Linked DNA regions of Mus musculus: regions 1, 3, 4, 5, 6 and 7 are each linked to region 2. The links are chromatin contacts, called in public HiCAR-type, HiChIP or PLAC-seq and promoter capture Hi-C maps. All regions are on one chromosome and are shown on one strand. Each heading gives the region's core, a stretch centred on a gene start, on an enhancer-like site or on the middle of the called end of the contact. The rest is flanking DNA. Distances are from core to core; before and after follow the strand shown. Region 1 holds the start of Lpar4 (lysophosphatidic acid receptor 4). Region 2 holds the start of Pbdc1 (polysaccharide biosynthesis domain containing 1). Region 3 holds the start of Ftx (Ftx transcript, Xist regulator (non-protein coding)). Region 4 overlaps Pgk1 (phosphoglycerate kinase 1). Region 5 holds the start of Taf9b (TATA-box binding protein associated factor 9B). Region 6 holds the start of Fndc3c1 (fibronectin type III domain containing 3C1). Region 7 holds the start of Xist (inactive X specific transcripts).

Evidence for each region. Promoter capture Hi-C pulls out the DNA fragments that hold promoters and counts their contacts. HiCAR-type assays count read pairs that join an accessible place to other places. HiChIP or PLAC-seq counts read pairs in DNA pulled down with a chosen protein or histone mark. Capture Hi-C pulls out chosen DNA fragments and counts their contacts.
Region 1: a promoter capture Hi-C map of stem cell-derived epiblast-like cells shows a contact between it and region 2, with 4 times the contacts expected there. The contact joins the promoter of Lpar4 here to the promoter of Pbdc1 in region 2.
Region 3: a promoter capture Hi-C map of erythroid cells shows a contact between it and region 2, with 22 times the contacts expected there. The contact joins the promoter of Ftx here to the promoter of Pbdc1 in region 2. A contact is called at or near these places in 5 of 39 promoter capture datasets (cranial neural crest, erythroid cells, hippocampal neurons and 2 more), 3 of 484 Hi-C or Micro-C datasets (B cells, CD4 T cells and uterus), 5 of 115 datasets of contacts at active chromatin or transcription factors (T-cell acute lymphoblastic leukemia, astrocytes, embryonic forebrain and 2 more) and 1 of 9 other capture datasets (adipose tissue).
Region 4: an H3K27ac HiChIP or PLAC-seq map of embryonic stem cells shows a contact between it and region 2, with 8 times the contacts expected there. The contact joins the enhancer-like site here to the promoter of Pbdc1 in region 2. A contact is called at or near these places in 6 of 39 promoter capture datasets (the 3T3-L1 cell line, the C10 cell line, embryonic stem cells and 2 more), 2 of 484 Hi-C or Micro-C datasets (Th1 cells and embryonic stem cells), 3 of 115 datasets of contacts at active chromatin or transcription factors (the 230-238 cell line and embryonic stem cells) and 3 of 9 other capture datasets (adipose tissue, liver and pancreatic islet).
Region 5: a promoter capture Hi-C map of adipose tissue shows a contact between it and region 2, with 5 times the contacts expected there. The contact joins the promoter of Taf9b here to the promoter of Pbdc1 in region 2. A contact is called at or near these places in 1 of 39 promoter capture datasets (erythroid cells), 1 of 484 Hi-C or Micro-C datasets (B cells) and 2 of 9 other capture datasets (adipose tissue and macrophages).
Region 6: a promoter capture Hi-C map of embryonic stem cells shows a contact between it and region 2, with 4 times the contacts expected there. The contact joins the promoter of Fndc3c1 here to the promoter of Pbdc1 in region 2.
Region 7: a HiCAR-type map of astrocytes shows a contact between it and region 2, with 6 times the contacts expected there. The contact joins the promoter of Xist here to the promoter of Pbdc1 in region 2. A contact is called at or near these places in 5 of 39 promoter capture datasets (erythroid cells, frontonasal cranial neural crest, hippocampal neurons and 2 more), 4 of 484 Hi-C or Micro-C datasets (CD4 T cells and CD8 T cells), 1 of 115 datasets of contacts at active chromatin or transcription factors (astrocytes) and 1 of 9 other capture datasets (liver).

The regions. Positions count from the first base shown.
Region 1 is chrX:106,917,675-106,921,928 of GRCm38.p6, reverse strand. Lpar4 (lysophosphatidic acid receptor 4) reads right to left here and starts at 1,304. Exons shown (of 3, transcript NM_175271.4): 1 at 940-1,304.
Region 2 is chrX:105,077,323-105,081,185 of GRCm38.p6, reverse strand. It overlaps Pbdc1 (polysaccharide biosynthesis domain containing 1), which reads right to left and starts at 1,430. Exons shown (of 6, transcript NM_026312.5): 1 at 1,343-1,430; 2 at 1,167-1,232. The coding sequence starts at 1,372.
Region 3 is chrX:103,621,701-103,625,590 of GRCm38.p6, reverse strand. Ftx (Ftx transcript, Xist regulator (non-protein coding)) reads left to right here and starts at 1,837. Exons shown (of 11, transcript NR_028381.1): 1 at 1,837-2,044.
Region 4 is chrX:106,202,181-106,205,944 of GRCm38.p6, reverse strand. Pgk1 (phosphoglycerate kinase 1) reads right to left here. Exons shown (of 11, transcript NM_008828.3): 9 at 3,329-3,506; 10 at 3,010-3,108; 11 at 2,246-2,706. The coding sequence ends at 2,666. Among named protein-coding and RNA genes, the nearest start is that of Taf9b, 16 kb to the left of the region's middle. Within about 2 kb of position 2,179, at least 2 of the 459 cell types and tissues checked have an H3K27ac peak or open chromatin away from gene starts, as enhancers often do. A contact at or near this core is called in embryonic stem cells, where this site is marked.
Region 5 is chrX:106,218,579-106,222,364 of GRCm38.p6, reverse strand. It overlaps Taf9b (TATA-box binding protein associated factor 9B), which reads left to right and starts at 2,523. Exons shown (of 7, transcript NM_001001176.2): 1 at 2,523-2,786; 2 at 3,388-3,469. The coding sequence starts at 2,736.
Region 6 is chrX:106,482,638-106,486,886 of GRCm38.p6, reverse strand. It overlaps Fndc3c1 (fibronectin type III domain containing 3C1), which reads left to right and starts at 1,658. Exons shown (of 27, transcript NM_001007580.1): 1 at 1,658-1,942.
Region 7 is chrX:103,480,773-103,484,643 of GRCm38.p6, reverse strand. Xist (inactive X specific transcripts) reads left to right here and starts at 1,411. Exons shown (of 8, transcript NR_001570.2): 1 at 1,411-3,871. It also overlaps Tsix.

The DNA.
Region 1 (4,254 bases), core at 55-2,554, 1.8 Mb before region 2:
ATTTTTGTTGGGGCAAGCTGTTGGGAGTTTGCTCTGAAAAAATAAACATGTGAAAAAGCCACTGGATAACTTTGATTATAAGTTACTATTGAAGCTTTTATGCTAGTCAAGGAAAAGAAAGATGCATTATTTGGTAAAGCAGCAAAGTGAATAACATTATCAAGCTTTTTGACATACTCAAATTTTTTCAATTTCTCTGGTCTTCTCCCCCCACAAAAATCATGATAAATTACAATGCTGTATTTGCTTCCCAAACAGAAATTACCTAGCATACAATACTAATTAATTCAACAAGTCTTTTTCACTAAAAATATTTAAAATATTTATAATATGCAAGAGAATTTTAGACATGTCACATTGTGTTGCATTTACATGGCAAATAGCAAGTAATTTCACAAGTAATAGAAAATTCTATTTATGCTAGAATTCAGTTTTCATTCAAACATGATTCCTCCTTTATGGGCAGTTCATGAATTATTCAATATAGCAAATGTCACATTCTCCATAAATCAATTAAGCATCAAAGGCATGTAGTGTATAGTTTTACTAGAAGAAACCTCATCATAATAAAAGCCACGTTAGCTCACAATCTTTTGTAAACCAAAGAAATATAATGCTAGCCAAAAGACTTTCTAACTTATTCTACCCTGTGATTTTGAATCAGCTCTTTAGGACTGTGTTTACATGAAACAACAGCCTGAAAATCCTGTCTCTCTCCCACTGAAACAGTATTTACTGCCAAAACAATAGAAATTCTTGTGTTTTTTTTTTTTTTTTTTTTTTTTTTACCATTCAACACGATGATCCTTGTTCAGTACTTCAGAGCTGAAGTCTAACTTCTTTCCCCAAACACTCAAAGCATCAGCGTTTCGATTGAAGTTTCTTACACCATCCCCCACCCCCAAACGCCAAAATCAAATCTTTCTCAAAGAGACTTACCCCAAGAAAGAGTGTGCTAGATGAGAGAATGTGCTCATGCCTGTAGATAGTTAGCTAATAAACGTGTAAACTGGCAACTCGCACTTCGGAAGCGCATATTTTTATCCATAAAAAACAAAAACAAAACAAAACAAAAAACAAAAAACAGGGAAAGGTTAGCCCAGCCCAAAAAGAGCAGACTCTGGGCTGCCGCAGCTCCTTACTGCAAACCGCTCATTCTGAAAATGTGAGCTTATTTACATTTATCGCTTTCCCTTTGTTAAGGACTAGCCCTCTTTAATGCTGGAGCCCGCATGCCTTTAACAAACAGGACACAAGAAAAGGCCCAAAGTCTTGCTGGAGCCGAGGGCCGCCGGGGGAACTCTTGGGGGTCTCAATAGGAAATGCTTTTCATTGGATAAGGAGGCATTATTAGGAGCCGTGATCCCGCCCAATCCCCTGTGCTTCATAGTTCCCTTAGTCACCACCAATCGCTGGACTGAAGAAGTTTTTCCTTAAAGAGCATTGCCCAGGAAAAGCAGTTTCACAGTCAAGAATTAGTGGCTTAAGTGCCACTTGACAATATAAAAAGTGTCTTTCCTGACCAATTAATTCACAGAGAAAGCTTGTCTGCCTGTCTTTGCAGCAGGACCGCTACCCTCTTACAATTCTAATGAGAAGGAGGAGGAGACAAAACTCCAAACTGGGAGGAGCAGCCCTGTTTGCTCCTAAGTTTTTTTTTTTAAAACAATCACAAAAACTATTAGTAAGAATTAAGGAGAGGGCAGGGGGAAAGGCAAAAAAAAAAAAAAAAAAAAAAAAAACAACTGGAAATGCATGGTTATCACAGTTTGCATAATTGAATTTCTGTCACTCTCCAAAACAAAATTCAATTCAATACCATAGTCACTTACTTAAGCCAGAAAAAAAAAAATGCCTTCAGACTGTCCTAGTGAAGTTGCCCAGAGCTATAACACTCGCCTTACATGATCCACGCAAAGCTCAGTAGCAGAAGGAAAGCCATTTCTCTTAAATAACTGCATGGCAGGAAGTGTAATTGCCATGAAATTTTCGGAGGTTTACTAAAAGTAAATAGTTCAGATGCAATTTGTTCATAGAGAGCTGTTACCTTCTACTCTACCCCACGTTTGCCCTAGACAAGCTCTGAACCTTATAGGTAGACTGGACTGCCTTGGTCAACCACACTGCTTCCCCCTTGGCCTCCAGTTTTCTTTCTTCTCCTCCCTCTCCCTGGTCTGAGTTTGTTGTGGAAACTTCCCTTTTGTAACAGCCATTGCTAGCCTTTCCCTACTACCAGAAACTCCTCCCCTTGCCCATCCCTTTCTCCTCTACCTCCAAACACTGCCAATACCACCACCAACAGCAACGTCCTGCCCCTTCTTAGGAATGAAACCCCTTGGCAGGGATTCGTTGCTTCCCTTTTTCTGGGCAGAACCATGGCCCCCAGATGAATGGGAGAACCTCCATCTGCTGCTTCATAACTTCAATCTACATAGTTAAGCTACATCCCAAATAAAATGTGTACCATGCTTATCTTCACGTTCCCTTCAGACCTGTTTTGGAGCTTCCCTTACTAACCATCTGTAACAGGTCATTGTGAAGTTGACACTAGCCTTACTGACTCTGGAAAAAAATCTCTTTTCTACAGCTTCCTCTTCCACATCCCTGTTTTCTGTTTCTTGCTGGCTGCCTCAGGTTAACTTATTTCTATATCTTCACTGGTTGTCTTCCTTCTCATTTACTTTGGGCCTAGAGCAGCTTGTGATAGGCTAAAAAAAAAGTTAAAGATGAAATCACTCTTCTGCAGAACTTCATACTCTACTTGAAGGCAAAAAGACATACAGAGTAGTGAGATACCAAAGTGATTTCAAAAACAAAAACTATTAAAGTAGTTACAAGAAGTGTGAGTTCTGCCATAGTTCAGGGAATGAAAATAAAGCACCCGAGTGAGTGCCAAAAGTACTTCCTAGATAATGTGAGGTTTGAATCGAGTTTTAGGGTCACCCAGAGCTTAAGTAACACAAACATGAAAAGGGGCAACTTTCCAGGCTCTTTGTGAGAAATGGTTAAATGGAGAAAATGAGGAGTGACCAGAGATAAGGAGCTTGGTTGTAAAAAGAAAAGAAAGGTAAGGAGAAGAACCTTTCCGGAAACAAGCTTTTGAAGCACTAGGTGCAATAGCGCCTTTATCTCTAGTAATAATGCTCACTGTCTCTCAGGAAGTCAAGCTCACTACCATTCCTCTCTTGGGATAAATTTTCCTCAGTCATCCATTTAATCTCTCTCCTTCTCCCTGTGGGGTGTCAATATCTTTCTGATGTATCTCCCAAATAATTTCTTATATGATATTTAAGGTATCACGCGCCCTCAGAGTATCACTCCTTCTCTGGCTAAACTTTGCTTTCAAAGAATCACTTCTATCTCCTAGAGTCATTTCTGATTTCTCTCACTACGCACATTTCCATCTCTCCTCTCTGACCAGAACACTCTCCTCATCCATAATAGTTCCTTCCCAACTGTAATTCTTACTCTTTCAGATACTTTTCGAGTAACCATGACTTTGTGGAACTCTCCCTTGATCCCTAGTTTAGGTCCAATATTAAATTATATGCATTATAATATTACAGACTTTTCTTCACTGTGTTTATTGCAGACATAACATCAAATGCTTTATGTGACTCATTTGCATAACAGTTTGACTATTGCTAATCTCTCCCCACTTATCTGCTTATTTGCAGATTATCATTCATAAAAATCCCTCTTCCTGATCCTTTCTCTTGACCAACAGAAGCAACTGTTTTGTTGTTATTGCTACTGCTGCTGCTTGATTTTCCTGCTGAAAACCATGTTATTTCATTTACTCTGGGCCTAGAGCAGCTTGTAATAGGCTAAAAAAAAAAGTTAAGGATGAAATCACTCTCGTGCAGAACTTCATACTCTACTTGAAGGCAAAAAGACATACAGAGTAGTGAGATACCAAAGTGATTTCAAAAACAAAAACTATTAAAGTAGTTACAAGGAGGATGTTGTCTAAGGACAAACAAAAATCCTTTGACAAGAAACTAAAACTTATAATCTACCATCGCCTTTCCATGCTGCAAATTGTAGATTTGCTTGCTTTGGTATCTGAAAGGCAGAAGGAGGGGAACTGAAAGCTTTTTCAGGGTGTTTTCCAAACAGCCCCAGTTTACAGCCACACTACTTAATCCAAAATATCCTTTTAAACAGGCCTTCTTTGAGGTGCTGATGTTTGTACCTCAGGGGGTGGAGGAAGAATATGCAGCTGAAAAGAGCTTTCAAAATGACTTGAGAAAG
Region 2 (3,863 bases), core at 181-2,680:
ATAACAAAAACAATGAACTGCTGGGCAGTGGTGGCGCACACCTTTAATCCCAGCACTTGGGAGGCAGAGGCAGGCAGATTTCTGAGTTCGAGGCCAGCCTGATCTACAGAGTGAGTTCCAGGAGAGCCAGGGCTACACGGAGAAACCCTGTCTTGAATAAACCAAAAACAAACAAAAAAAAACCCAATGAACTACTGGACATCTTTTTCTCCAGCATCAAGTGATAACTATTATACTAAATGAAATAAAAATACAATTTATCATTACATATGTAATATATATTGTATTATATAAAAAATTAAACGTAACTTACATTAATATACCCACTTACATACATCAGAGTTGTTGGGAGGACAAAAATACATGTGAAACTATTTTTCACTTTCCTGAGTGTAGCAATGCTATAGTCATCATTTGTCTTTATCAGATAGCCAATTTTCCATTCTGTAAAACTCCAGAACAAATGATGTAGCTAAATTATATATAAGCATATCTGAACAAGTACCCACTGGACTTTCCTTTTTCATCCTGCCTGCTGTCCCCTTCATGATGCCAGAAAAATCCATCTACACATGCACCTCCCACCTTAGACCAAGACATTTTCCTACCTTTGAATCTATATTTTCTGTCCACTTATACTTTGAGGATCCAGTTCCAGTGACATTTCCCAGATGTAATCTACTGCCTCCATCCTTAAAAATCTCTCCTGCTAAGCCCTTTCCATCCTATTGCTTGAACCACTCATCTAGTACACATTACATCCTGACTGCTATCTCTGTCGTCTTTTTCTTCCCTTATCTCCCGACATTTGTACAGAGGTCCAAATGACACACACCACAAACCGGTGCCACTTTACCGCGCAGTGCAATCATTCATTTTAAAGGTTCTCTAAAAACTACTATGTTTTAGCTCTTCTTCCCCCAGACATTATGACTTGATCTGCTGTGGGCTGTAATCTGGTTGTGCCTCTGGTGCTGTGGCTTCCCAGGTGGTTTCTAAATCATAGAAAGTTAGCGACTCACTTTCACGTGGTCTAAAGTACTACAATTACACTGACTTGAAGGTACTATTTTCGGCTGAGGTGGGAAAGTCTGAAGATATCAAACAGTAAAGGAGCTTATAATTTAAAGCTGGGTGGGCGGGAAGTTGAGGTGAGTCATACTCACGTCGTTGCCATATGACTCCGGAGGGTGAGAGAGCGCATGGGCGATGGACAACGCTTCCCCAGAGACCTGAGGAGAAAAAAAAAAGCGGAGCTGAATGAGCGATTCTTTGACTCCTTGGGCCGCTCACCACCCCATCTCCACTTAGGTATTTAACCAACTCCAGAGTAGTATCTCACCGGCTCTTCGCTTTCGCCGGCAGCATCCATGTCGCCGCTAGGTAAGTGCGGCTTTCTCGTCCCGGAAGTGACCTGTTGCGCGCGCTGCTTTCACAGTTAACTGAAAGCAATAGGGCGGAAACAGAGACCAGTTTCTCCGTCTGCGCCTGCGTGCGCCCTCCCTCTGCAGAGGAAGCGGTGGCTCCGCCTTATCCGGGCCACGCAGGCGCCAGCGAACGCGTGTTGTTACCTAGCAACACTGTTCCTCTAGCCTAGGTGATAGAATATTCAATAAATCAATGGGGAAAATAAGTTATATGAAAAAAAAAACATTTTTAAACGATGCTGTTATTAAATCCCTTGTGTGCCGTGTTTCCAGTTCACGCGCGCGCAAACACACACACACACACATACGCCCGCCTTAACCACTTACAAGCAAGGTTCTAGAAGCAGGACGGTGGAATTCTGGGATGAAGAAGAAGAATTTGCTACCTGTTTTGGAAGAACTAGCAGAGTGAGGTAACAACGAGGTGTGCTTCATTATACACTGTGGGAGCATACCTGAGCTGAGTCATGATGGGTGCTTAACCAAGCAGGTCAGAAAGACTCAAGACAGAGGGAACGTGCATGGGCAGAGGTATTAGTGAAAAGGCATTAGAATATCTTGCAAAGAACAATCTAGCTGGAACAGATTGCAGTCAAGAGCTTTGTACGGTGAATTTTAATGAGATGAGAATTAAAAAAAAAAAAAAAAAAAAACCACAAGTCAAGGGGTTTTTGTTTTTGTTTTGGATTGGCATTTGTTTGTTTGAGACTTCTCCACTCTCATTTCCACAGAAGCTGTTCGAGTTTGGAATCTCACCAAAAGTGAACAAGAATTCCCATTCCCACATCCTCACCAAAATTTCTTATCAGTTGTTTTCTTGACCTTAATCTTTCTAAATTGGGGTAACATGAACCTCAGAGTTGTTTTAATTGGCATTTCCCTAATTGCTATAGATGCTAAAGTTTTAACGATAATCCTTAGCCAATTTTTCATCTCTTTTTTGGTTTGTTTTTGTTTTTTGCGTTTTTTTGTTTTTGTTTTTTGGGGTTTTTTGTTTGTTTGTTTTTTTGTTTGTTTTGTTTTGTTTTTCTGAGAATTCTCTATTCAGATCTGGAGCTGCCCCCTCCCTCCAGCCATTTTAAACTGGATCCTTGGCTTTCTGGAATCCTTTTTTTTTTTTTTTTTTTTTCCTTCCTATATTCTGGATAGTTTATCAGATGAGTAGCTGCCAAATATTCTCTCCCACTATGGGCTTCCTCTCTATTAGCTTATTGTTCCATTTTCTGTACACAAGTATTTTAGTTTTATGAGGTCTTCTTTGTTAATTGTTTGCCTTAATTCATAATTGAATGGAGTCCCGCTCAAAAGTCTCTTGCTACACCTATATGTTGTAGGGCTTCACCCATCTATTCTTATAGCAGTTCCAGCTTTACAGGTTTCACATTGATCTATTTGATCCATTTCAAGTTGATTCTAGTTCAGGGTAATGCATTCAGAATGCTGTAAAACTACATGCATTCATGTTTGGACTTCTATTTTGTTCTGTTGATTTCCTAGTCTGTTTTGGTGCCGTTACTGTAGTTTTTTATTATTATTATTATTGTAGTGCTGAAATCTTACCAAATTGTATAACTAAAACTATACTATTCCTTGACATCTATCCAAAGGGCACAGTGTCCTGTTTTACAGATACTTGCTCAGCCACATTCATCACTGCTCTGTTCATAACAGTTGGAAATTGGAAACAACCTAAATGCTTTCTCTCTCTGATTTGTGGATTCTAGATCTGAATCTTAAGAGGTGAGTGTAGAACCTGAAGTTAACACAGAAACCATGAAGGTTAAAGGAGAGAATGGGGAAGGGGTAAAATGAGCTATAAAGCAAGGTGAAGAGAACGAATTGGGCAATTAGAAAACTGAAGAGGCTTTATCTAGCAGGAGGGAGGGCAATCCAGATGAAAAGGGAGGGAAGGGGGATAAAGAGAACTAAAAGTCATTGAAAAAGCCACAGCCATTACAGAAACATTATTTTAGGTTTGCTTAAAATAAATATGTAATATAATTAATATATGTAAATGAAAATGTAATGAAGTTACAGCAAGTGTAGTGACAATGCTCCCTCCAATCCAGACTGCTTAACAAAAATCTCTGGTGTCAGATATTGGGACACTTCCCTTCAAGTTGTTGCTCAGGGGAGTTCAAGGGACTCCCCAAACAATAAAAAGATGTGGAAGGTTATAACTTGAAGACAAAATTAGAAGCAGACCAGCTTGAAGGGGGTAGATGATACAACACTGACAGTTGCAGAATGAATAATGCCCTCTAGAACAATTTGATATGGAGTATAAAGGAGAATTAGGGTCCTAGTGTGAACCACAGGCTTTCCAGCAAAACTGGGAGGAGGGTGCTGTTACTGACTTAGAAGACACAGGAGGAAAGCTGAGTGCCATTTGAGGAGCTTAGTTGGAATATCTTTTTTTTGTTTGTTTTTTTGTTT
Region 3 (3,890 bases), core at 588-3,087, 1.5 Mb after region 2:
TATCCCAGGTTTGCCTTGAACTTTCTATGTAGCTGAAGATGACCTTGTATTTGATCATTCTCTCTATTTCTTGAATGCTGACATTACAGGTGTGTTTAAGTAGTACTGGGCATCTGAAGCCAGAGCTATGTCCAGGAAAATACTCTCCCAACTGAGCCACATCCTCAAACCCTAAACTACAATTGTTCCTATCTCTTATAATTAAAAATATCAGAGAAATTAAATTCTAGGAAAGAGATATCTTGGAAATTTAGAGATGATTTCTAACATTTCTATTTATGTTTACAGTTTGTCAGATGAACAAATATGTTGTTTCCCCTGGTGGCAATCAAGAAAAACTCTCTTACATGGAATCTTCAGATGGAACTAAGCTTGTTTTACAAGAAAAATTGTTTGAACTTTATTTTGTTTTTTGTTTTTAAAGATCTATTTACTTTTACTTATATAAGTACACTGAACTGTCTTCAGACACACACCAGAAGAATGCATCAGAGTCCTTTACAGATGGTTGTGAGTCACCAAGTGGTTGCTGGGAATTGAACTCAGGACCTCTGGAAGAGCAGTCAGTGCTTTTGACGTCTGAGCCATCTCTCCAGACCTAGTTTGGAGCTTGTAAGTACAGCCTGTTAATTCTGCATGAGTACAACTTTGTTCGAGATGTGAGCTAACACTTTTGTAGTGAACTCCAGGTAAACTTAGCTTAAAGGCTTCTTTCATTGCTCAAATTGGGCTGAAAAGAGCTTTTCCATCACACTCCCTTCCCCCTCAAAGAAAAAGCTCTTTCAGAAACCAGGGAGGGAATTGTCAAAGTGGGGATGTCTTACTAAAGCTGAAACATCAGAGGGGTTTTTTATGCATGTTACCTATATGTCCATTAGGTGTCGCAATATATCCAATGGCCCTGCCTTCTACTTCTATTCTGCTCATGATATTGTTTCAGATGCAGGCATGGGACTGCTTTTCCTTTTCTCCTCCTCCTCCTCCTCCTCGACCTCCTTCCCTTCTTCCTCCTCCTTTTTTCTTCTTTGTCTTCCTCCTCCCCTCCCCCACTCTTTTTTACTTGTATGGTTCTGGTGCTTTGATGCTCTACATGAAAATTCACAATTCAATGCAATGATAGATAGACAGGCAGGAGCCAGTCGGATGATCTCTCAAGATCCAGGGCTGAATAAGAAGGGGGAGTGGATCTTAAGGAGACCCTTAAAACTCAAGATTCTCCACAGGAAACAACATGCTGAGAGTGAAAATAGCCTGCCCCAAGAGTTCTGGTTCCAGGTATTAGAAAAAGACTTTTTCTTCAGGCTTTGTAACTTGGGCCCACAATTAAATCTACATACGTATATTTCCATTCCCCCAACCCCCCGGATCGGTGGAGGCTATTTTTTTTTCCTTCAGGATCTTTTGTGGTCCAAGCTGACCTAGAATTTGTCATGGAGGTGAGGTTGTCTATAAATCGCTGGAATTACAGGCACTTATCACCATGCCAGTGGTTGGTTGGTTGGTTTGTTAGTTTGTTTGTTTTCGAAACACTTGGAATATTGGGTACATCAGGAAATATGAGGGGGCCTAGCAGAGCTCCAGAGAAGCAGAGAAGGTCAAGAATTGTAGGGTGAGCCAGAAAGGGAATAATAACAGTAGTGAGATGTGATGGTAAATTAAAAAGGATGGGGACTTATTGATTAGAAAAGGGGCTGAGGAAAGGATGGGTGGTGGACGCCGGTATGAGCAGAGGTAGGAAAAGAAGTGTGGGCTAGGGACCTGAGTACTGGACTCAGTGGGCTGCTGTAAGTTGTAGAGGGGCGCTCTGAGGAGAGGGAGGAGCGCGGCGCATGCGTTGCAGCACAGCGCAGCGCTCCTGGAGAGGCTGTGGGTTCGTGGCATCCGCGCCGCGGCCGCAAGTATAGCAGGTTTCGTACCTGGTGTTCATCGCCGTTAAGTCATCGCTGCTGCCACCCAGGCACGGCTCTCTATGCCGCCGCTCCCTCCACCCTCTAGGCACTGCCTGCCGTAAGAATTTTAACTGCGACACTCGCTTCAGCAGGAGGTAAAGGAACGACGAAGGACGAAAATGTAACATGGAGGGCGGAGGAGGGAACTTGTGTCAGGGAGATCCTTAATTTGTGCATTTTCTCCTTTGAGGGGAGGGAGAACTGGAGGCCAGTACGAATCCCCAGCCCTCCAAAAGGATGTTGCGCATTACTTAATATTATGAAAGATTTTTAGACTTCTCTAAGCAGGTTTAAGGCACCTGAGCATCACTGTTTTGTTTGACATCTATTTAAAACAAAACAAAAAAAACTTTCGAGTTCTTCATTTGTTAAGGGTGAATCAAATGGATGAGTCTTTAGGATTAGGCTTCATCCGCTTTTTGTTTTCCTTGGGGGTGAGTGAATGTAGTTTGAGACTGACAGCAGCAGGCCTCGAACTCGCGGCCGTTCTCCTGCTTAAACTGGGATTACAGGCGTAAATCACCACGCCGGACTCTGATTCAGTGGTTTTAGGTTGGAGGGTTTTTAACTGTATTAAGGAATCCGTCTACCAAGTAGCCTCTCCCTTAGGCTGCTGACGGATTCCATCTGGGTTTGGGATATGCTTTATCGCCTACGACGTTTTTTTAATTCCATGTGTAACTTAGTTTATCACAGTTAATCCTGTTAAGGATTGTTGTTAATGATATGGTTTAGACACTGGGGCATAACTTTGGCGAGAAACACGTGCAGATGCACCCGGCATGAATATATATACATATATATGCGCATATATGTATATATATTCTTCACAGAGTTATCTCACCAGAGTAGCAGAACGCAGTGGCCACAGAGATTATATATATAATATATATAATATATATATATACACATATACGTATATATATTATATATATAATCATACACGAGAAGGGAGAATAGTAAAGATAGGCGCGCTTTGCGTGGATGCCAAAAGAGGAACCATATCACCAGGTGGTGGCGCTCAAGTACCCTTGAGAAAGCGTGACATGATGGGTAGGACTCTGCTGGCACGGGAGATCGTGGCCCCTTAGGCGAGGGTGGGGCAGAGAGGAGAGAAGGTGAAATCACGCATGCTCACTGCAAGCAGAAGGCCTCTGCGCGGGAATGAAAGTGCGCATGCGTAAGAGGGAGCATGTTGGCCGTTTAACACTAGGTATCGAGAACTGCGCGTGCGTGTTGCCAGTGGCTTGGCTGGGAGGGAGGGAGGGAGACGCGGAACGTTCTGGTAATTATGATTGCGAAATAGCGAGGGGTTCGGTAAGTTGTCCTTCGCTCAAATCGCCATTTTAGTCTGGGAGTACACTTAGAGAGGCAGTTCTACCATTCTAGTTGTTGAAGAGATTAGTCTGAGTGGAGGGTGTGACCAAACCCACTGGAAAAGAAAAAATCATTCCAGAATCTTAGTCTCTCCCTGGTCAGTCTGATAATGGGATTTTAAAATACAGAGGCAATAGTGAGGCTGCGAAAGATTGCTTCCGCAGCATGTTGCGCTTCTAGTCCAACCACATTCAGACAAAGCCTATGCAAAAGATCCTGGCCGAGCTTGGCTCTCCGCAGACTCATATCACCAGAGTAGCAGAACGTTGTGACCACAGCGAAGTGCGTTAAAAACCCTTGGGTTTTTCTCCCCTACAGAACATAGGGCAGAGGATTTCACTGTGTTTCTAAGTGCTTCTACATTGGTTGAAACCTAAGATCTGAGCAAACCACCTCCTGAAACTCTGATATGCAGAGTCATGTCATTGTCATTACCCTGAAAAGTAAAGGCAGTGGTGATAGGAAAGTGTCCCGGGGCTTACGTCTTCCCCTCCACCCCAAACACACACACCTTTCTCTTCTGTGGAACTTTCTGCATCATTTGGTCTGAGGTAGAAGTGGGAG
Region 4 (3,764 bases), core at 930-3,429, 1.1 Mb before region 2:
TGGGGTCCCGTGCTCAGTTCAATGGTTGGCTGTGACCATCCACATCTATATTGGTCAGGCTCTGGCAGAGCTTTTCAGGAGACAGCTGTTATCAGTCTGTCAGCAAGCACTTCTTGACATCAGCAATAGTGTCTACATATGGGATGGATTCCCCAGGTGGGGCAGTCTCTGCTCCACTCTTTGTCCCTGTATTTAATTCCTTTACACAGGAGCCATTCTGGGTTAAAATTTTGGAGATGGGTGGGTGGCCCCATCCCTCAAGCAGGGGGCCATGCCTAACCTCTGGATGTGGTCTCAACAGGTTTCCCCTCCCCTTTGTGGAGTATTTCAGCTAATCTCATCCCCTTTGGGTCCTGGGAGCCTCTTGCTTTCCTGGCATCTGGGACTTTCTGGTTGCTACCCCCAGTTCCCTATCCCCCACTGCTATACACCTCTGTTCTATTTCCTGACCCTCTGTACATCTCACTAGCATCAGTGGGAGGGGAGGCCCTTGGTCCTGAAGGCTTGATGCCCCAGTGTAGAGGAATGCTAGGATGGTGAAGAGTGGGTAGGTGGGAGGGGGAGCACCCTTATAGAAGCAGGGTAAGGGAGGATGGGATAGGGATTTTGGTAAAGGGTGATAACATTTGATATGTAAATAAAACATCCAATTAAAAAAAATGAAATCTGGAAGCCCATCCTTGCCAGCCTGGGCTCCACAGTAACTCCCGGCAGAGTAAACAGAGAGGGGGAAATGGAATCAAGGGTTTCCAAGGTGAAAACCCCTGCAACACCTGTCCAATGTAGGGCAGCCAAGAAGTGGGACAGAGGCACCAAGGATTCCAGCAGATTTCTACACTTTAAAAACAAACTATCTGATGTGTTCACATATACTGTAATGGTCATACTTTTAGTGGGTGTTGGAATTAATCAATAGCATAAAAAAACTTGGAAAATTACTGTTTTATTTTTCTGTTTTTAGACAGGTCTCACTTGGTAGCCTTGGTCAGTATTGAACTTTGTGTTGGGATCAAAGTGTACCATGCCCAGCAAAGAAAAAAAGGTATAAAGAAAAATAAAATGACAAAAATATAGCATATTACACATATAAAAAATGGTACTTATAATCCTAACTTTAACCTTAGGGCTCAGGGCTAGAGAGGTGGCTCAGCGGTTAAAGAGCACACTGACTGCTCTTCTGAAGGTCACGAGTTCAAATCTCAGCAACGACATGGTGGCTCACAACCACCCGTAATGAGATCTGATGCCCTCTTCTGGTGCTTCTGAAAACAGCTACAGTGTACTTACATATAATAAAAAACAAACAAGCCGGGGCCTAGCAAACACAGAAGTGGACGCTCACAGTCAACTATTGGATGGATCACAGGGCCCCCAATGGAGGAGCTAGAGAAAATATCCAAGGAGCTAAAGAGATCTGCAACCCTATCGTTGGAACAACATTATGAACTAACCAGTACCCCAGAGCTCTTTGACTCTAGCTGCATATGTATCAAAAGATGACCTAGTCGGCCATCACTGGAAAGAGAGGCCCATTGGTCAGGCAAACGTTATATGCCCCAGTACAGGGGAATGCCAGGGCCAAAAAATGGGAATGGGTGGGTAGGGGAGTGGGGGGGGGGGGGGAGGGGGGCGGACTTTTGGGATAGCATTGGAAATGTAATTGAAGAAAATACGTAATAAAAAAAAAGAAAAAAAAAAAACAAACAAACCCTAGGGCTGGAGAGAGTGTCTCAGATCACACTGGCCAAACTCACTATGTAGGCAAGGATGAAGTTCTTCCTCCACACTACCCAGGGATGAGATTATAAGCAAACACCAGGCCAGACTCTTTATAATCTAAGCTTCTGATGGAATTAGAACTTGGCAAAACAATACTGAGAATGAAGTGTATGTGGAACAGAGGCTGCTGATCTCGTTCTTCAGGCTATGAAACTGACACATTTGGAAACCACAGTACTTAGAACCACAAAGTGGGAATCAAGAGAAAAACAATGATCCCACGAGAGATCTATAGATCTATAGATCATGAGTGGGAGGAATGAGCTGGCCCTTAATTTGGTTTTGCTTGTTTAAATTATGATATCCAACTATGAAACATTATCATAAAGCAATAGTAAAGAGCCTTCAGTAAAGAGCAGGCATTTATCTAATCCCACCCCACCCCCACCCCCGTAGCTCCAATCCTTCCATTCAAAATGTAGGTACTCTGTTCTCACCCTTCTTAACAAAGTATGACAGGAAAAACTTCCATTTTAGTGGACATCTTTATTGTTTAATAGATCATCAATTTCTGCAGACTTACAGCTGGGATTTCATCAGATTGCCATGCTGAGTCAAGAACAGTGAGTGACGAAGCTAACCAGAGGCTACATACGTCAGAGAGAGAGCTCAGCCTTTACAGCTCACTTCCTTTCTCAGGCAGAATATAAATAGACGCCCTCTACAATGCACAATGGTTTTAGTCACTAAGGAATTTAAATGGGATCTTGAAGAACACAGACAAATCCTGATGCAGTAAAGACGAGCTGAGATGCTGTGCAACTGTTTAAGGGTTCCTGGTGCCACATCTCAGCCACTAGCTGAATCTTGCGCTAACACCAAATGGAGATGTGGAAAACACTAGGTTGACTTAGGAGCACAGGAACCAAAGGCAGGAAAGAAAATACTAAACATTGCTGAGAGCATCCACCCCAGGAAGGACTTTACCTGTTTTTGAGAAAGCACAAACAGAGACAGCGTTACTATAAGATCCGCTAAGCTACATCTACCAGCTCTTTATTAGGTTATATGGCAGAAGTTATGTTATATGGCATTCCGGGTCCCAGGTCAACTAAAATGAGTTCCTACCTACCCCTCCCACCGCGCGGCTTTACTTGCGCTACCCTAGTTAATGTGATTGCTAGTGACAGCACTGCCCAAAAGTTAAAGTTCTCTACTCTTTGCCCCACTTCTCAGAATGCAGTCTTCACCCTGCCTTCAAAGAAGCCAAAACACAGAGACCAAGCTTACCTTCCAGGAGCTCTAGACTGGCACCGCCCCCAGTGCTCACATGGCTGACTTTATCCTCTGTGTTCCATTTGGCACAGCAAGTGGCAGTGTCTCCACCACCTGATGAATGAACAGAGGGGAAAATGTTTTGGCACCAAAACTAACTGTGGTTCCCAACCCCAAAATGGAGCTAATGAACTCCTCCCATCAAGAAGACCCCCTATGAGTGACACATCTATGACCTATCAGAATCAAGAGACCCAGAAAATGTTAACCATTCCCCATGTGCCTTTCCCCTGAACATAAAACTCTGCCACGTGTTTAGCACAGGAGCCCTTACCTATGATAGTGATGCAACCCCTAGAAGTGGCTTTCACCACCTCATCCATGAGTGACTTGGTTCCCCTGGCAAAGGCTTCCCATTCAAATACCCCAACAGGACCATTCCAAACAATCTGCTTAGCTCGACCCACAGCCTCGGCATATTTCTTGCTGCTCTCAGTACCACAGTCCAAGCCCTGGAGGGTAGAATTCAAAGGAGGATAAAAGTCAAGAAAATTTGCTAGGAACAACTATCACCTCCACCAAGACCATCATGTAATGCTGATCAAGAGTTTCTTCTAGGACCAGACAGTAAGTAGTGATGCACGCCCTTAATCTCAGCATTTGGGGGGGCAGAGGCAAGCAGATCTCTGTCGAGTCCAAAGCCAACTTGTCTATAAAGTGAGTTCCAGGACAGCCAAGGCTACAGAGAAACCCTGCCTTGAAAAACAAAG
Region 5 (3,786 bases), core at 1,274-3,773, 1.1 Mb before region 2:
CGAAAACGAAAACAAAAAACAAAACGAAAACAAAAACAAACCCTAATCAGCACAGACATTATGTGTAGGTTGTGAAACAACTCTCATTCAAAAAAGAAAAATAAAAGAGCTGTCTGTATTTGAAAATAAAATAACTTCAGAGCACTCACACACACACACACAGACACACACACACACACACACACACACACACACACACACGCGCGCGCGCGCGCGCGCGGCGCGCGAACACACAAAGTTACCAGAAAAAGCATCAGAGTGAAACAGGACTCTAATTTCTTTACAGTAATCTCTCTAAATCTGTTTTCTTGGGTTGTTTTGGTTTGGTTTGGTTTGGTTTTTTTGCTTTCCACAATTTCAGTTGCCTGTTGTCAACCATGATTCAAATTTATTAAATAAAAAATTCCAAGCCGGGCAGTGGTGGCGCATGCCTTCAATCCCAGCACTTGTGAGGCAGAGGCAGGTGGATTTCTGAGTTCGTGGCCAGCCTGGTCTACAAAGTGAGTTCCAGGACAGCCAGAGCTACACAGAGAAACCCTGTCTCGGAAAAAAAAAAAATCCAGAAATTAACGATTCATGAATCATAAATCGAAAGCTGATCTCAGTAGTATATTAAATTCTTGTGTCCTTCCATATTGAGTCATCCCTTCGTCCAGTGCACTCAGCTATACACGGATTTCACCCAAGAGTCAGTAACTATTTTAGTTGTCATATGAGCTGCTGCAGTGCGTGGGGGCAAATAACTGTTATTTTACCAACAAATGGTCCCAAGGCACAAGATAAGTAATTCTGGACATTTGGATACAGCAAAGTAAAATAACTTACTTTGGGAAAGACGATAGAAACAAGATACTCTCATATTTTGCATAGACAAGTTTTAAGTCAAAACTGTAGGAATTAAACGGCGCTTTTTCTTTTCTTTTTAATTGTTATATACTAGGTACAAACTACTCATTTATTAGTTTCTACTTGCTTTGAAAAGGTAATCGTTGGTTTTGAACACTGGTCAGCTGGCTTACGAGTGGGGAAAAGACGCTACGGGCGGGACAAGGAAGAGCTAGGGAGCAGGGCGAGGGGGGGCTGCGAGGGCGGGGGAGCAGGGCGCGTGGCTCAGGGCACGTGGGGCGGGGGGCTGCGAGGGGGGAGCAGGGGGCGGGGCTCGGGGTGCGTGGGGCGGGGCTTGGGAGCCGTCAGCGTGGGTTCCGCAAGAGCATCAAAGTTCAAGATGGCTGACCAGGAGTCGGATGCGTTTGACCAGATTGTCGAGGAGGAGTCGTCCTCGGATGAGGTAAACTGCCCTACCTAAACTGAAGGGTTCGCTAAGCCCCGAAATGTTAAATCTGTGAGAGGTACTCCTGGAGAATTTTAAGTAAAACAGTCTTTGTTATAACTACGAGGCCCATTCAGTTGTGAGGACGTGAAAGGGCCTCATTTGGTAGGCCTAATTCTCTAATCTTCGTAAGCGGTCGGCGGAAAGATGCTACTATCAACGCTCTAGAGCTAGGTACCAACGAGATGGGATGTAATTTTGTGAAGTTACCCTGATAGGACTTGTCGCTAATTAATGGGCCTGGTTGTGTCTGATCCAGGTGTCCTGGCAACCTTTTCGAAGGCGGAAGAGAACAGGGCTGTTGAGAAACGTAGGAACGGGATTCTCGGACTCGTTTTAAACCAGAGACTGTTAACTTCGTAATTCTAAGGGTAGGGGAAGTAGAAGCCATGGCGTGAACCTCGTGAACCTCGGGGTACTCACGCCCAGGGGCATTTGTGGAATTCAGAGGTCATCAGACTTGTCATGCCGGAAGAGCGTTTAACCGCTCGAAACCTCTCTTAGCCGGTCCCTATTCTGAAAATATATATATATATATGGGAGTGGGCAATCTGGGAGACAAAAAAGAGTCCAGTTTCCACCCTAGAGGCTGGAGCCCCTCAGACCGTGAGGACGTAGGGAAGCCGGTGCTTTTGTAGGCTAGACCAAATCCCCACGTGTGAAGAACCGGATCTACTGCAGTGGCTTTCCCCCTTCGAGATGCTTTCATGCAGTTCCTCAGCTTGTGGTGAGCCCCCAACCATAAAAGTATTTTTGTTCCTACTTTATCATTGTAATTTTCTTGCTGTTATGAGTTGTAATGTAAACAGCGTATGCGACCCCAGTGCAAGGGTGGTTCGACCCCGAAGGAGTCGCAACCCGCAGGTCGAAAACCTCTGGTCTATTGGGTAGGGTTCCCAGATTTGAAAAAGATTTCCTAATGCCCACTTAAATTTGGATGTCAGCTAAGGAGCAACTAATTTTGCAGTATCAACATGGCCTGTGTGCCGAGGTGGTGATACACATTCGTTGTTAATGTGATATTCAAATGGAACGGGCTGTCGCGTTTGCCAGAACCATGTTCACCCAGCGGCCGAGTGGAGGAAGGGCCTCTGAGGGAATTCCAGGAAACTCCGAGGACCAGTGGGCATTAAGTGGGAGTGAGGATGGTCGGAGGGGAGCTGGCGCTGCATGGCGCAGAGTCGCTGAGCATCGCTAGGGCGACTTCCTCCGCACCTCTCCACCTCCGAACCTGCATGGGCCCCGGGTAGCCAAGTCCACACAGGTGGGGGCTGGCGGCTGGGAAGCAGCCCCGGCCGGGGAGCTGCGTGCTAGGACCGCCTTCCATCCCCCACAGGGGTGGAGCCAGACCGAGGTGGAAACCGCCTGCAGCTCTATCTCCGAGGTTGAGGAGCCGCAAGAGAAAATGGAGCCGGCCAAGATGGCGCCTATCAAGAACGCTCCGAGAGATGCCTTGGTAAGCGCGCGCGGGGAGCAGGGCCCGGCGCACTCCGTAGCATTGGGACCTGTGAGACAGGCCAGCCCGAGCGCTTGCCGGGGGAGCCCGAGCGCCTGGCGGGGATCGCGCGCCGTTTGCAGCCGGTAGACGTGGCTGGGAAAGGGCAGTGGAGTCCCCCTGTCCCTGGGGCTCCGTCCTTGCTCCTGGGGAGCCCCTCCAAAGGGCTGCCGCGGGGCTTTGTCTCGCTGGCCCGAGGCCACCCCCACCCACAAGTCCGCAGCCTCCTCGCTTCACGAGGATTCCCTGACTGCGACATGGGTTCTGATGCTAGTAGCTTCCCTCGCTGACAGATCCGAAAATGACAGCCAGCTGGACCCACCCCTACCTCTGCCTGGAAAGCCGGTAAAGGCCATTCTTGTGCCTTTGCTCCCACCCTTGCTAAAAGTTTTCAGCAAGAACATATGCCTGATTTTGTGTGATCACTGATAGGCAAACACTGGGAGAGGCACAAGGAGGAACGGTTTGCTGCATATAAAAATATGCCTTCCATCCAGCCTTGATTTCTTTCACTTAACATCGCGCATTCCGTCTGGCATTTTGTCTTTCTTTGAATCCACAGGTGATGGCACAGATCCTGAAGGATATGGGAATCACAGAGTATGAGCCAAGGGTTATAAATCAAATGTTGGAATTTGCTTTCCGTAAGTTAAATAAGTGAATACACCCAAAACCTGACCTCATGAATTAGAGAAGCTCGTTTGCTATAACACTTTAAACCAAAAGCAGTTGTTACTAATCTAGAGATGAGTAAAGCACTAAAAAGGAGCGCAAGTTAAGGGGTTGTAGTATTTAGATATGGCATGTCCGCATAAGTAAAGTATGCGAATAGGACAATTAGCGATTAAAACCAAAATTCATAAAGGTTCCAGAAATTAGCGGAACCTTTAAAAACCAGGGAGCATAAATAGTAAGGTGCTTTTAGGTTAGTCTTGGTTATGCATACTGTAATCTAGCCCTT
Region 6 (4,249 bases), core at 409-2,908, 1.4 Mb before region 2:
GAAAAAAGGAGCCTGACCACACCGTTCTTTGTGAGTTATAGTATTTTATAAGTGTTCCTGCCCTTTCACCTCACAAATCCTTTTGTTAGAAGAACACTTCTGTCCAATTCTATGATTCAGCAATTTCCTCTTCTGGACCCTTTCACTTTGGGGCCGCAGCTGCCACAGACCCTTACGAAACAGAATCCACACAATAAAATGACCAAGGAGATAGGTTTGCAAATTGGGAGTGCTAATCTCACAAGAGAACGGAAGAAAAGGTTGGCCGGTCCCACGATTGCGCAAATGAGTGAATAGCGTAGTATACAAAGAGGTAAAAGGCCCTCATATGAAAGAACTCAGAGCAGTAGCTTTCCATACCCGGGCCTGGGGGTTGGGGGGTAGACACGCACTGAGTCAGTGTCCTTTGATGTCCATCGATGAGTTTTAACCCTCTTTCAGAAAGCCTGGCAACAGAGGATGGCAGCTGTATGGGACAAATCTGGGACCAGCTAAGGACCGCCTGCAGAGTCAAAGTAGGGCTCAGAACTATCTAGATTTGGGGATGGGAACCTCTCTCAACTGACAGTCCTTAGCCAAGAAAAATGAGAACCACTGCAGTCACTCGTGAGTTCTCAGGCTCAGAGAGACCTCAAAAACAATGCAAAAAAGGCAAGAGAGGAGCAAGTAGGTAAAGTTTGATGAGTGGTATTCCTTCTGTGGTTGGGAAGGGGGGCAATGCCTTCCAACAAGCTCCCTTGCACCCAGCCTGGCACTCACTTTGGGCTCATTTTGCCCTGAGCAGACCTCAGAAGCAGAGGTCTTTCAGTGCCCGAAAACCTCAGCCATTGAAATCTAGGAGTGCTCAATCCACCACTCTCAGTTGTTCCTGAAATAACTTGTTGCTTGCACACTATAGCAATGAGGTCCAGGGCTTTCGGAAAAGCTCAGGGGCTTAAAAGACAGAGAAGACCCACCAGGGATAATAGGAAAGAATGGGATCTTTGTCAGCACCGGGTGAGAGGGGCGGTCAAGGAGCCACGGCCAGTCCCCGCCCCCTCCCTCCCTTTTCCCCTGACCTGGTGGCCTGGTTAGTCTGTTGGTACCCTCCTGGGGCCGCGGGCCTGTGACCCCACTGCGTCGACAGCGGGGGGCGCGGGCCCCCAGCCACTCTTGTTTTTCTTTTCCTGTCACTTTTTCTTTCTCACCCCTCCCCTCTCAGCCTTTGGGCTCCGAACAGCTGCTGCTGTAGCTCCTAACTTTGTGCCTTTCTTTCTCCACCCCCCGAACCCCCCACCCCCAACGGCTGTTGGCGTCTTTGGAGACGCGAGCTGGCCACCCCGCCAAGGGGGCGTGAGCAGGCGGCCGGGTGAGCGCGGAGGGGGCACGGACCGTGCGGTGGTGACCGGATGGAACGCGAGAGAAGCACGAGGCGGTGAGGGAGGGGCGGCGAGGGGCGAGGGGGCGGGGCGGGGCGGGGCCAACAGGCCAGGGGCTGGATGTGCCTGTTGCTGGGATGCTGATGGATAGGGTTACACCGCTGCTGGGGCCGACTCGAGGAGGTGAGGGGATATTTTTGGAGGGAAGAGTTTCTGAGTTTGGGATCGGGGAGTGGGGGGAGGGCAAGAGGACACCGAAAGTTCCTCCTACATCTGGGCTTTCGTCTCCATTCAGACCATGTAAAAGGCGCGGTCCCCTCCAGCCATTGGGTGCCGCATGGACCTTCTACTGCTCTCCTGTGCCTCGCGTCCGGTGGCCTGCCCCATAGGTCCCGCCAGCTCCCTTTCTTCGCTTAGCTTCACTTGCTTGTCTTTGTATTTGTGACTGTTTTCCAGCCCGGTCTTTTACTTTTCTTAATCTTGAATCGGTCACTGTCGCCGGATCTCTTGCTATCTGGAGTCAGATCGAGAAGTACCTGAATGAAGAGCGAGGCTTTTGGAGAAGCATTTTTGTATCTGCTTAGGTATGCTCCTTGACTTTGTAGCAACTATCTATACTTTTCTGTGTGCAATTAGTTGCAGAATTCGGAGCTCTTACTCTCTGTGAACGCTTTGCAGAAAATCTTTTCTAATTCCGTTCTGTGGTTTTGTTTTGTTTGTTTGTTTGTTTTTCCTTTTTCTTTTTCGTTTATACATTGACTGGTAAGTGAACTAGGTGCTCACTTTATTAGGGGGAGAAATTTCGATTCCTTGGGGAATGTACACAAGAGGATTGCCCTGAGCTGGGCATCATTTATTTAGCCACCTATGGGATAAGTATTTATGGCTTAAGGTGGAAAGATTGTTGAAAAATCGTTGGTATTTTGTTTTGTTTTATATCTGTACTTTGGTATTGCGCCTTGAGGGTATCGTTGTTTTCGTGGATGTAAACTTTTCCAAAACTTAGAAGAAAACTAACTGGTAATGTTCTTGAACTTTCTACTTATTTTCTTCTTATTGTTGCTCTTGCTTGCTTGCTTGCTTGCTTGCTTGCTTGCTTGCTTGCTTGAATGAGTTGCCTTGTGAAATACTCGGAAGCACGTTGTCTGGTTCCTTCCCGGTGGTACAGTTGGAAATTTTTCATCCCGAATTTTGTCTACTTAACAAACAAATTAATTGTTTGGAAATTATTTTGATGCCAAATTCATTTAAGAAATTCGTAATTATTTTCTCATTATTCTGACAGATTAAAGGGGATTAAGGAATTTAAACATTTCTTTAAAACTTAAACACCTGAAAAAGGAGAAAACAGCTCTTTTGCTACTGGGTACTAGGCTGGGTACTGCGCACCAAAGTTCCCTGTGCCTTGCCCGGCTCTGGCGCACTCTGCCCCCTCCTTTGACATTCCACATAATGAATATACTTGAAATATGATTCTTAAAGTAATATCTGTGTCATATAGAGTGCGTAACAGGAATACCAGGGAGCGTTCATGGTTTAGTTTTGTAAATATTTTGTTACCCTGCGTTTTGTTTTGTGAAGAACGGAAAATTCGTTCTCAGAAACTTGTGCTCATGTTTTTCTCCACAAGCGAGATATATGTTAATTTTAATCATTCATCAAGACGTAAAATGTTCATGAAGGGTAGCAAATTAAAGGTAGTCTCCTGAGAATGTTCTTTTTTTTTTTTTTAAATAATGCCTAATACCAACTTTTTCATTCAACAGTAAATAGCAGACTGAATGGTAAACAGCAGCCTGAATGGCAGGGTTGTAAAGCACAGTTTTAGGTGAATTTTTTTTCCACCTGCTTTTGTGTCCACCTCAAAGCAAGCCTGCGTAGAAGTCTTTCCAGACCACTGTGGCTCCGGCTCCGTGCAGCTCATCACTGCTAGGGGCCAGATTTTAGCAGAAGAGTAAGTACCTTTCACTGCACTGAAGTCCTGATTATAATGGCAGGATCACCCCTTATTTTAAATTGCCCTGTGCCCACTAATACAATCCTGACGTCCTAGGACCTCAAGTCCAGTTTTAAGCTCTAGGCAAAAATGTCCTTCTGCTCTAGTCTAGGAAAATTAGATTGACCAAGAAAACGAAATCTCAACGTCCTTTCTCTTATATTGGACCTTTGCTATAAATTGCAATTGCAGTTCATAATGACATTTATTCTAGAACTATTTCAGGAAAAGTAAATTTATAATGATCTGCTGCTTAGACTTGCCAGTTCTCATGATCTCTCGGATCTTCACACAAAAGAAGGTTTGCACTTGTGTGTTCACTCAATTTTCTTTGCTTGCTTTCCTTTGTTTTGCTGTGACTTAAAATCAGAGTTTGACACTATCACCAAAACTTTCACTCAAAATGAAAACAGATTTTTCACAAATTTTCATTATGTTGTAATTACTCGAGTGAATTAAATAAGCTAAAGGACAGATTTAAACTTATTAAACATACATTCTTTGTGACTTTGTTAAAAGCGAGTAGTTTTCTGATTAAAAGATTCAAGGGTTAAAAGTAATTCACCTATGGAAAAGTTCAAATTTTTGAAATGTACAATTTAAGGTATTGTATTTGGTCATACTTTTGATGTTCAGCATAATTTGATGCTTAATGACAGTTTGGGACCATAAATTCAGTAGATTTTCTAAAATTAAAAAAAATGACATTTTAAAATCAACCTTTTTAATGATAACATCTTGTTCTTCTACAATAAGAAAGGTTGTACTCTTCAATATAAGAAATTTAGTAGTTTTAAACAGGAATATCTGGCAGCATAAAATATATTCATAGAGATCTTACTCTAATAATTTGTAACATCTTAATTCTTTTAAAAATATCCTTTTACTGGAAAGT
Region 7 (3,871 bases), core at 162-2,661, 1.6 Mb after region 2:
TTGGGACTAAGTAAAACACAGAGACTAAATTTAACTCTTTAATTTGATGATTCTCTCTAGCATCCCCACAAAAATGATACACTGGCTTGCATAATCTGTGACCAGTACCTCGCAAGTTCTAAATTCTCTTTGTACAGCTCATTTAGAAGTTCTCGTTTATACAAAGCCATATCCATCGTGGAGCCAGGTGCTCTTAGCTGTGAAGAGCCCTTCCTTGGGTCTTTTTTCCCTAATATGTCCTATGTGACTTCTCACTGGTGATGCTTTTGGTGTGCTTGTTACTCTGATCCTGATCGCTCTGTCAACTAAAGTTAGACAAAGTAACCTTTACTTCTCAATTCAGATAGGAATCCTTTTGCACTCCAAGTTTGGCTTCAGATGCCTTGGAAAGATTCATGCTGCCACCTGCTGGTTTATTCAGTCTGTGTGCATCATTTATTTACTTGTTAATTTGTTTTTCTTTTGTTGAAACAGTTTATTTTGTAGCAGATATTTTTCCATCCCTACCTGAACCACCTCAATAGTAAGATTAGTGAATTGCTGGCACTTTGATCGTCCATAAGCAAACCAATTTTGTGTCCTTTATTATTCATGGGACGCCTAAAGGGAACTTAGAACAGACTGTGAATTATTTGTCAGCGTGAATCAACGAGACAACAATATCCTTTGATTTTCTAATACCCAGGGTGTCTGATCTCTTTCATGTGGATATTCATAGTTTGACAGTTAACAAAATTTGACAGTTCTTTTAAGTTAGCAGTGTCTCTGGGGCGAGTAAGATACCAATGAGCTATTATTCCCTCAGGCTTTGCTTTGGCATTTAGGAATTATTTTTCATTACTGCTAGCGAGTAACGTACTTCAGTGCGTTTTTGTCCCAAGGTATGGAGTCACCAGGTTCCCAGAGAAAGACTAAGATGCCAATGACCCAAAACTATGAGCGTAAGCCCACCAAATCGGTCACAACTAATACTCTGATAATTTAGGAACCAAGGAGCCATTTTGTGAGGCATTTCTACCCTTTCCTCTCCTCATCTGAGGTCGCCAACTAATGCAGAAGAACTTCTAGTGTCCAAGACGCGGAGCGATACATGGTTTGTCCAAGTAGAAGATATATTGAAATTTTGCATAGACAGGTGTGTGACCTAATGTACATTATTTAATGTTTATGTGGAAGTTCTACATAAACGTTTTTAGCTGTAAAATAGGATAATCCTTCATTATCGCGCAAAATAATGAAATTCACGCGTCATGTCACTGAGCTTACGTACCTCCATCTTTATTCATTTTAATTTTTTTATAATATAGTTAGACCTAAAGGTCCAATAAGATGTCAGAATTGCAATCTTTGTGGCCACTCCTCTTCTGGTCTCTCCGCCTTCAGCGCCGCGGATCAGTTAAAGGCGTGCAACGGCTTGCTCCAGCCATGTTTGCTCGTTTCCCGTGGATGTGCGGTTCTTCCGTGGTTTCTCTCCATCTAAGGAGCTTTGGGGGAACATTTTTAGTTCCCCTACCACCAAGCCTTATGGCTTATTTAAGAAAACATATCAAAATTCCACGAGATTTTTGACGTTTTGATATGTTCTGGTAAGATTTTTTTTTTGACATGTCCTCCATACTTTTTGATATTTGTAATATTTTCAGTCAATTTTTCATTTTTAAGGAATATTTCTTTGTTGTGCCTTTTGGTTGATACTTGTGTGTGTATGGTGGACTTACCTTTCTTTCATTGTTTATATATTCTTGCCCATCGGGGCCACGGATACCTGTGTGTCCTCCCCGCCATTCCATGCCCAACGGGGTTTTGGATACTTACCTGCCTTTTCATTCTTTTTTTTTCTTATTATTTTTTTTTCTAAACTTGCCCATCTGGGCTGTGGATACCTGCTTTTATTCTTTTTTTCTTCTCCTTAGCCCATCGGGGCCATGGATACCTGCTTTTTGTAAAAAAAAAAAAAAAAACAAAAAAACCTTTCTCGGTCCATCGGGACCTCGGATACCTGCGTTTAGTCTTTTTTTCCCATGCCCAACGGGGCCTCGGATACCTGCTGTTATTATTTTTTTTTCTTTTTCTTTTGCCCATCGGGGCTGTGGATACCTGCTTTAAATTTTTTTTTTCACGGCCCAACGGGGCGCTTGGTGGATGGAAATATGGTTTTGTGAGTTATTGCACTACCTGGAATATCTATGCCTCTTATTTGCGTGTACTGTTGCTGCTGATCGTTTGGTGCTGTGTGAGTGAACCTATGGCTTAGAAAAACGACTTTGCTCTTAAACTGAGTGGGTGTTCAGGGCGTGGAGAGCCCGCGTCCGCCATTATGGCTTCTGCGTGATACGGCTATTCTCGAGCCAGTTACGCCAAGAATTAGGACACCGAGGAGCACAGCGGACTGGATAAAAGCAACCAATTGCGCTGCGCTAGCTAAAGGCTTTCTTTATATGTGCGGGGTTGCGGGATTCGCCTTGATTTGTGGTAGCATTTGCGGGGTTGTGCTAGCCGGAAGTAGAAAGCCAAGGAGTGCTCGTATTAGTGTGCGGTGTTGCGCGGAAGCCGCAGAGGACTAGGGGATAGGGCTCAGCGTGGGTGTGGGGATTGGGCAGGGTGTGTGTGCATATGGACCCCTGGCGCGGTCCCCCGTGGCTTTAAGGGCTGCTCAGAAGTCTATAAAATGGCGGCTCGGGGGCTCCACCCGAGGCTCGACAGCCCAATCTTTGTTCTGGTGTGTAGCAATGGATTATAGGACATTTAGGTCGTACAGGAAAAGATGGCGGCTCAAGTTCTTGGTGCGGTATAACGCAAAGGGCTTTGTGTGTCACATGTCAGCTTCATGTCTGAGTTAGCCTGGAGAGGTGGCACATGCTCTTGAATGTGTCTAAGATGGCGGAAGTCATGTGACCTGCCCTCTAGTGGTTTCTTTCAGTGATTTTTTTTTTGGCGGGCTTTAGCTACTTGGCGGGCTTTGCCCGAGGGTACACTTGGTGCATTATGGTAGGGTGTGGTTGGTCCTACCTTGTGCCACTCGAAGCTGAGGCAAGGCTAAGTGGAAGTGTTGGTTGCCACTTGACGTAACTCGTCAGAAATGGGCACAAGTGTGAAAGTGTTGGTGTTTGCTTGACTTCCAGTTAGAAATGTGCATTATTGCTTGGTGGCCAGGATGGAATTAGACTGTGATGAGTCACTGTCCCATAAGGACGTGAGTTTCGCTTGGTACTTCACGTGTGTCTTTAGTCATCATTTTTTCGAAGTGCCTGCCCAGGTCGGGAGAGCGCATGCTTGCAATTCTAACACTGAAGTGTTGGATGATGTCGGATCCGATTCGAGAGACCGAGGCTGCGGGTTCTTGGTCGATGTAAATCATTGAAACCTCACCTATTAAAAGAAAGAAAAGTATCTAAGGCCATTTCAAGGACATTTGACTCATCCGCTTGCGTTCATAGTCTCTTACAGTGCTCTATACGTGGCGGTGCAAACTAAAACTCAGCCCGTTCCATTCCTTTGTATTGTTCAGTGGCTAGTCTACTTACACCTTGGCCTCTGATTTAGCCAGCACTGATCTCAAGCGGTTCTCTAAGCCTACTGGGTATAAGTGGTGACTTTGGCCAGAGTCATAGTGGATCACAAATCACTGGTGAAGAGGTAGAATCCTACCTTCTTCCAAAATCTACCCCATGACTATTGCTGGGGTTGCATTTTGATTTCAATGAATATTTTGGATGCCAACGACACGTCTGATAGTGTGCTTTGCTAGTGTTTGAATTTAAAACCGAAGTGATTGTTTTCAAAATGTATTTACGATTTGCTTACTTGTTGAATTCATTTTAATTACCTTTAGTGAATTGTTACTTTGGAGTCCTTAAAGTTTTCAATAATT